Regions from separate parts of the Hordeum vulgare genome. Here region 2 is linked to region 1. Evidence: chromatin contacts called from public Hi-C data. All regions are on one chromosome and are shown on one strand. The core of a region is the stretch at or near the end of the contact, and the rest is flanking DNA. Distances in the headings are between cores, read along the strand shown.

Region 1 (3,233 bases), core at 469-2,968:
TTATGTAATAAAAATGTTCGATTACTCAAAAATGTTCAAAATTTTGAAAACAAATTTTCGGGAAAGACAAAAGTTTTCATTAGTTTTAAAAAAATTCATGTATGAAAAAATGTTAATAAAATTTTGCCAATTCAAATATGTTCATGTAAGGAAAAATATCCTGAAAATTTGAAAACTGTTCCTGACTTATAAAATAGTTTACTAATTCATAAAATGTTAGATAATTCAAAAAATATCATGAACTTCAAAAATGTTGTTGAAATCAAAAATAAATTCGTCAAATCAGAAAATATTTGTGAATTTCTAAAATATGTTCCACCAATTTTTAAAAAAAATGACCGTCGATTCTACAAATGTCCGCCATTCAGGAAAATTGTTAAAAAAGTATTAACAATTTTAAAAAAGTTTGCAAATAAAATAATTTTTTGAAAAAAATGTAAGTATTCATGGATTTAAAAAATGTTCAAGATTTAAAATAGGGAAACGCTGTCGTCCCACCGGCGGATCCTGATTTCGCGTCCACCGTCTCCTTTGTTCGCCACGTGGCCGGACGGACGAGCCGTGACCCGTTTCCTGAAACAACTTCATTGTTTCTGCAACTTGGAAGTAGTTGCAGAACGAGGAACCCAGGCATGGCGACGACGGCTTCCACGGAAAGAGCTCGCCGGCCGCCCCGCCGCCGGCCACCTCGCCGCCTAGAGCTCGCCGGCCGCCCCGCCCCGCCGCCAAGAGCTCGCCGGCCGCCCCGCCCCGCCGCCAAGAGCTCGCCGGCCGCCCCGCCGCCTAGAGCTCGCCGCTCGCCGGCCGCCCCGCCGGCCGCCCCGCCGCCTAGGTAGTGGTTCTGCAACTTGAGCTTTGTTGCAAAATTTTCTGAAACATGACCCTTGTTGCAAAAAATTCTTCCGCAAAAACGAAGAAAAAAAATCCTGCAACAAGCAAATTGTTTCTGAAACTCGACCGTTGTTTCAGGAATTAACGTGTCCAAAGTTTATTTCTTGCAACAAAGCGAAAGTTTCTGCAACTCAGCCATCGTTTCAGAAATTATGGGGTGCCTGACCGGAGCAGATCCGACGGCTACGTGTAGATCGGACGGCCCTCCAAGTGGTGGATGTTTAGTAAACATCCACCGGTGGATGCGTAGCAGGCCCCTTTTAAATATGTGCACGAGGTTAAGAAAATATTCTTGATTACGTGAAATTAAAAAGATAGTATATTTCAATGATGCAGCAAAATAAGTTCATGATCATTGAAGATTTTTTTTGCTGCAACGCATGACCTTTTGCTAATTATATACAGTATTATCTAAATAATTATAGTTTATGAGAACTAGTCTAATTTTTTTCAATTATAATTATTTAAATACAAAGAGTACAATGTAAAGTTATACTAGAACAACACAATTAATATGAATTGGAAGAGTACAATATAATCCCCTAAAAAAAAAGGAAGTGTACAATATAAAATAGCATCCTCTACAGCAAAATGAAAATCGGATTGCACAAATGGGAATCAGATTGCACGTGTTCTCTGAAGATAACGCCACACCGGAACGGAAAATATAAACGCGCGACAAATCCGACATTCTGGGCAGCCTTTCACCCACCACAATTTACTGCGCACGCGCCCCAACGCGCCCCTCCTCCTTAAAACCTCTGATCCGAGGCCATTTTCGTCCCAGAAGTTATAACGGGCCAATCCGCCATTAACCCTAGGGAGGAATAACCCGAAAGAAACCGATGCCTGGTACCGTAGCGAGGGAGTGCAGTTTGCCCACTCATCCCTCGCACTCGCTCTGCGCCTTTTCATGGCTGCCTCTTTTGACCTTTCCCATCTTTTCCCCTTTGATATATCCCACATCACTAAAGCACGCAACAGGCAGCAGAACCGCCTTTGTTCGCTTTCGTCGTCCTCGCCGAAATTCCCATTGCGGCTACTGACATTTGTCCCCCCATCCGAGCGACCTCTCCTCTCTTGCATCCATCCACCCCTCTCGGCATTTCTCCGTGCTTCCGTTGGCCAGCAATCTGTTCCGCCTTGGGCTCCTGGTATGCAATTGCTTGGTCTGTCACTCAAAGCTTGCTTTAGCAGCATCTTGAGTGACAGACTATTTCTTCAGTTTTGTTGTTGTGGAACTGATCCAGCAACTGATAGCCCAAAATCGTTGATGTCCATTTTGCAGGTTGGTCTGGGAGCTTGGGAGGATTCCTTGATTTTCTTGATCTCTCTGCTCTCTACTCTTCTTCTTGCTCTTGATTTCCAGCTTAACATTTTTTTTTCTGAGGAGCATCTTTGCTGCCTTTCCCCTACCCCTTTCAATCAACCAAGCGGAAAGAATCTTCATCCTGAGCAGAGGAACAGTTCGATTGGGAAATGGCTGAAGTGAAACCGGAAGAGATGGTCCACCATCCGCCCATGGATCAGCTGCAGGGGTTCGAATACTGCATAGACTCAAATCCTTCCTGGGGTCTGTGTAATCGCATCCCTCAAGTGTTGGCATGTTGGATCAATCGGTCTGTGTTTCTTACCCTGAATATTTGTGGGTCTCGCAGGAGAGGCAATTGGTTTGGGCTTTCAGCATTACATACTGTCCCTAGGAACTGCTGTGATGATCCCCACAATGTTGGTTCCTCTTATGGGTGGAAATGATGTGAGAACTTTCTCTTCTCCCCTTTTTTATGTTTGCTAGACTCCTTGGTTAATTTGGTACTGCAACATATATTTTTTACTGAAATGTTGTTTGTTTGTGTGTTACCAAAGCATGACAAGGCAAAAGTGGTTCAGACACTGCTATTTGTGACTGGGATAAAGACTCTGCTCCAGACACTATTTGGCACTCGTCTTCCCACTGTCATTGGCGGCTCATATGCATATGTTGTTCCAGTCCTCTCCATTATCCATGACCGGTCGCTCGCACAAATAGCCGATGGCCACACTGTAAGTATGAAATGATTTTTTTACATTTTCTGTCTTATAACAAGAACCATGGCAACTCGAATACGCCATCTCACTGATGCAAATATTCATGGTATGCATTTCAGTTTATCTTTTGTTCTATCTGCAGAGGTTCCTACAGACAATGAGAGCGACACAGGGTGCGTTGATAGTGTCGTCAAGCATTCAGATAATTCTTGGCTATAGCCAGTTGTGGGCAATATGTTCGAGGTACAAGAAACTCCCACTTCTCCCTTAACTGACGATGATAGGTGTTTCGGTCCAAAAGTTCAAACATTTAT
Region 2 (3,177 bases), core at 609-3,108, 190 kb after region 1:
CGGACGAATCCTAGGATTTTTCCCGGTACACGGAGGGTAGTGGGGGAGAGGGTCACCCGAGGCCCTTCAAGAAGGATGGCGGCGCCCGCAGGCATCACCGCGTTGGTGCCGGTAAGACTCGACATGGATTTCTCCCGACCCCTCGCACCCGCCACCCAGGACCAACCTTCAGCTCCACCACACCCGCCGCCCACCAACATGCGTCAACACAGTCACGAGGACACCGCCATCGTCTCACCACGGCCAACGAAGCGAGGCCAGCCGGATCCAAATGAGACATCCGTAGGCAAGGATCGACAACACCGCAGCCACGAGGGAGGGAACAACCTCCACCGGCTTAGGCGGTAGCAGACCGGGCATAGCAGCAGAGGCACACCAAACCAAATGTTCGGCCGAGCCCATAACGGGCCCATGAAGCTCCGCCGCCAAGCTACACCAGTTGCGGCACAACAGCCGCCGTCCCTGTCGCGAGGAGCTCGCTAGAACCACCGGAGAACAACCCACCCCAGCCCCCCAGCAGGCCCGCCCCCGACCCAGATCGGGCCCATACGGGCAACGCCTGCGCACCGCCGCCAAGGGGCAACGCCTCCGCACCGTCGCCGTCCAGATCCGCGACGGAACGCCGCCGGCCGAAGGGCTCCGCCGCCAGGACCGCTCGCCCGAGCCGGGGTCCAACGACGGGGGAAGAAGGGGGAGCCGCCACCGCCTGACTGCGGGGTGCTGCGCGGGGTGCCGAGGGGAAGGGGGCGGCGACTCGCGGGAAGGGGGGGAGGGGGGAACCGCCCCGGTCGCCTTGCTCGGGGAGGGCGATGCGGGGGGGGGGGGGGGGACAAGAGGACAATGTTGTCACTTCCAGGCGGCGCAATCCTGATATTCATCACACATGTGGTATATTAGACATCCATTCATACACGATGTGTGACGTACACAGAAGACAATCCACATAATCGTGTGTGGCGAACAATAGAACTGCCCACACGTGTGAGCTTAGCTACTTCGTACCACACACCCAACAAGTACTACTCATCTCCATCTGTGTGTGTGGCACGAAGCAAATCTGTGCACACGTCATGGCACAACTACCTTAGTTACCCGCGATACGACACTTTAGTAACCATGGGTGACAACTTTAGTTATTCGGGATGGCAACTGAAGTTGTAAAAGCATGACAACTCTCTCTGTTTTGGTTAACTATAGTTACCCGGAGATAGTTGTCATGTGTATTTACCTAGTTGTCATGTGTGGACCAACCATAGTTGTCATGTATGGTTAATCATAGTTGCCGTGTGTGTTTACCTGATTGCCATGTACGCGCAGTTGCAGTTGCCATCTAGGAATGAATCATGTTGCCATGTGTGTTCACGTAGTTGCCACGTACGCGCAACCCTAGTTGCCATCTAGCAACGTACGCGCGCGCCGTGTGAGCGAAGAGTAGTTCGCCCACATGCGCGTGGAATAGGTGGTGACTGTATGGACAAAAATTGGTTCGCCCACATAGCACAGCTGACAACCACATGTTATATGCCGTGTTGGCGAACTCTGCAACGCCCGCACACACGATGATGCCTACGTGACACTGAAATTCCAACATATTCTTTTAAGATTCGTGCAAAACAAAATCAACGTGAATAGACGCGTGCAGGCAAAGTGTAAACCTGTCACATGTGTGAACGTTATCATTTTTCTAAAACTATAGCCTTTGACCTTAAAAAAATAAACCTGTAAGGAGCATGTATTTGTTTTTTAATCTTGCAACTAAACAGGTCATCAAGGAAAAGGAGCACAGCTCAAAAAAAGAACAAAAAAGAAAACGGAGCACAAGAGAAGCGAAACACGGAGCAAGAATCTTTCCAAGAAAACTCAGAGCAAAAGCACGAAGAGCTACGCGTGGAGGCGTGGAGCCCACGCACCAAAACGTCACCGCCAGCGCTCCTTCTCCCGTTCCCCCAATTTCCGTGGAGGCGCGCCGCATAGCAGCGGCGACATTGGGCGGCGATGGCCTCGGTTAGGCCCCCACTCCGCCGCCTCGCGCTATTGCTGAACAGCCGCATCCGCGCCAACAACCGCTTCCTCGCCTCCGCCTCCACCTCCTCCTCGTCCTACCCCACCGCCGCCGCCACCGAGACGCCGGCGCCGGCGGAGCCGGAGGTCGTCAGCATGACGGATAACTGCGTCCGTGTAGGTGTCTCGCGGTATCTTTATTTCAGTAACTACTCTCTGCTTTGCTGCTTCGATGGACAATTGTTCCATAAATTCGGGGATATAATTTAGGATCTTGTACGGATCGATATTCATCATTTTATAAGATTTAACTGTGGAGTTTGTCTATATTTTCCTTCAGTTGTGTAACGACTCTGTAGAAATTTAGGGGTTTAAAATCCGAGGTTATCATTCTGGGAGGATCTCTGAGTTTTCTTAATTTCTTATTTGGTATGAAGACTGCAGAGTTCTATGTATGTTTCGTAATACAGATCATATACTGTTGTATACAAAATTGTTGTGTTATTGTAAGGAAAATGGGTCACTTACTCACTTCCGATACTTCTATGTTCTGTATTTTGCTTCTTCAGTTAGTTTAGCACCTACAGTGTCTGATCATGTAATTTCCTTGCTGCAGAGACTCAAAGAGTTACACACGAAAGAACCATCTGCTAAGGGCAACATGTTACGCTTGAGCGTTGAAGCTGGTGGTTGTTCTGGATTTCAGTACACTTTCTCACTGGATAACAAGGAAAATGCTGATGATAGGTTGGTGGCCATGCTTCAGATTGAGGTTTCACGATCTTTGTTTGCAACGCCATTTTTAGTGGGACATGGAATCTCTGAAATGTTAAGCAATGGAGCATCAACGTTTATCAACAGTCTGATCAGGGTACAATTGCATGTCTCAAATGTTCTCGATTTAACTGTAGGGTGTTCGAGAAGAATGGTGTTAAGTTGGTTGTCGACAATGTCTCATATGACTTTGTGAAAGGTTCAACAGTCGATTATGTAGAAGAATTGATAAGCTCGGCATTCGTGGTTAGTTTTGAATTCCATTCATGGCTCTATCGCTCAATACCTGGCACTATTTTAGATTACCCTTTTAGATTACCCAATTGCGACCCTACTGTTTTATGCTTAGGGATTTTCTCTTATTTGTGTTTGTACGATGTGCAGGTTTCAACCAATCCAAGT

What was found. A called contact is a pair of places that touch in the nucleus more often than the background predicts.
Region 2: a contact with region 1 is called in a Hi-C map of leaf, with 3 times the contacts expected there. The contact joins the promoter of LOC123397895 here to the promoter of LOC123395562 in region 1. A contact is called at or near these places in 3 of 6 Hi-C or Micro-C datasets (leaf and seedling) and 1 of 1 datasets of contacts at active chromatin or transcription factors (embryo).

The regions. Positions count from the first base shown.
Region 1 is chr5H:388,927,560-388,930,792 of MorexV3_pseudomolecules_assembly, forward strand. LOC123395562 (nucleobase-ascorbate transporter 2-like) reads left to right here and starts at 1,719. Exons shown (of 14, transcript XM_045090576.1): 1 at 1,719-2,045; 2 at 2,180-2,464; 3 at 2,550-2,647; 4 at 2,758-2,934; 5 at 3,062-3,162. The coding sequence starts at 2,371.
Region 2 is chr5H:389,116,037-389,119,213 of MorexV3_pseudomolecules_assembly, forward strand. It overlaps LOC123397895 (iron-sulfur assembly protein IscA-like 2, mitochondrial), which reads left to right and starts at 1,859. Exons shown (of 4, transcript XM_045092415.1): 1 at 1,859-2,178; 2 at 2,618-2,748; 3 at 2,913-3,021; 4 at 3,160-3,177. The coding sequence starts at 1,996.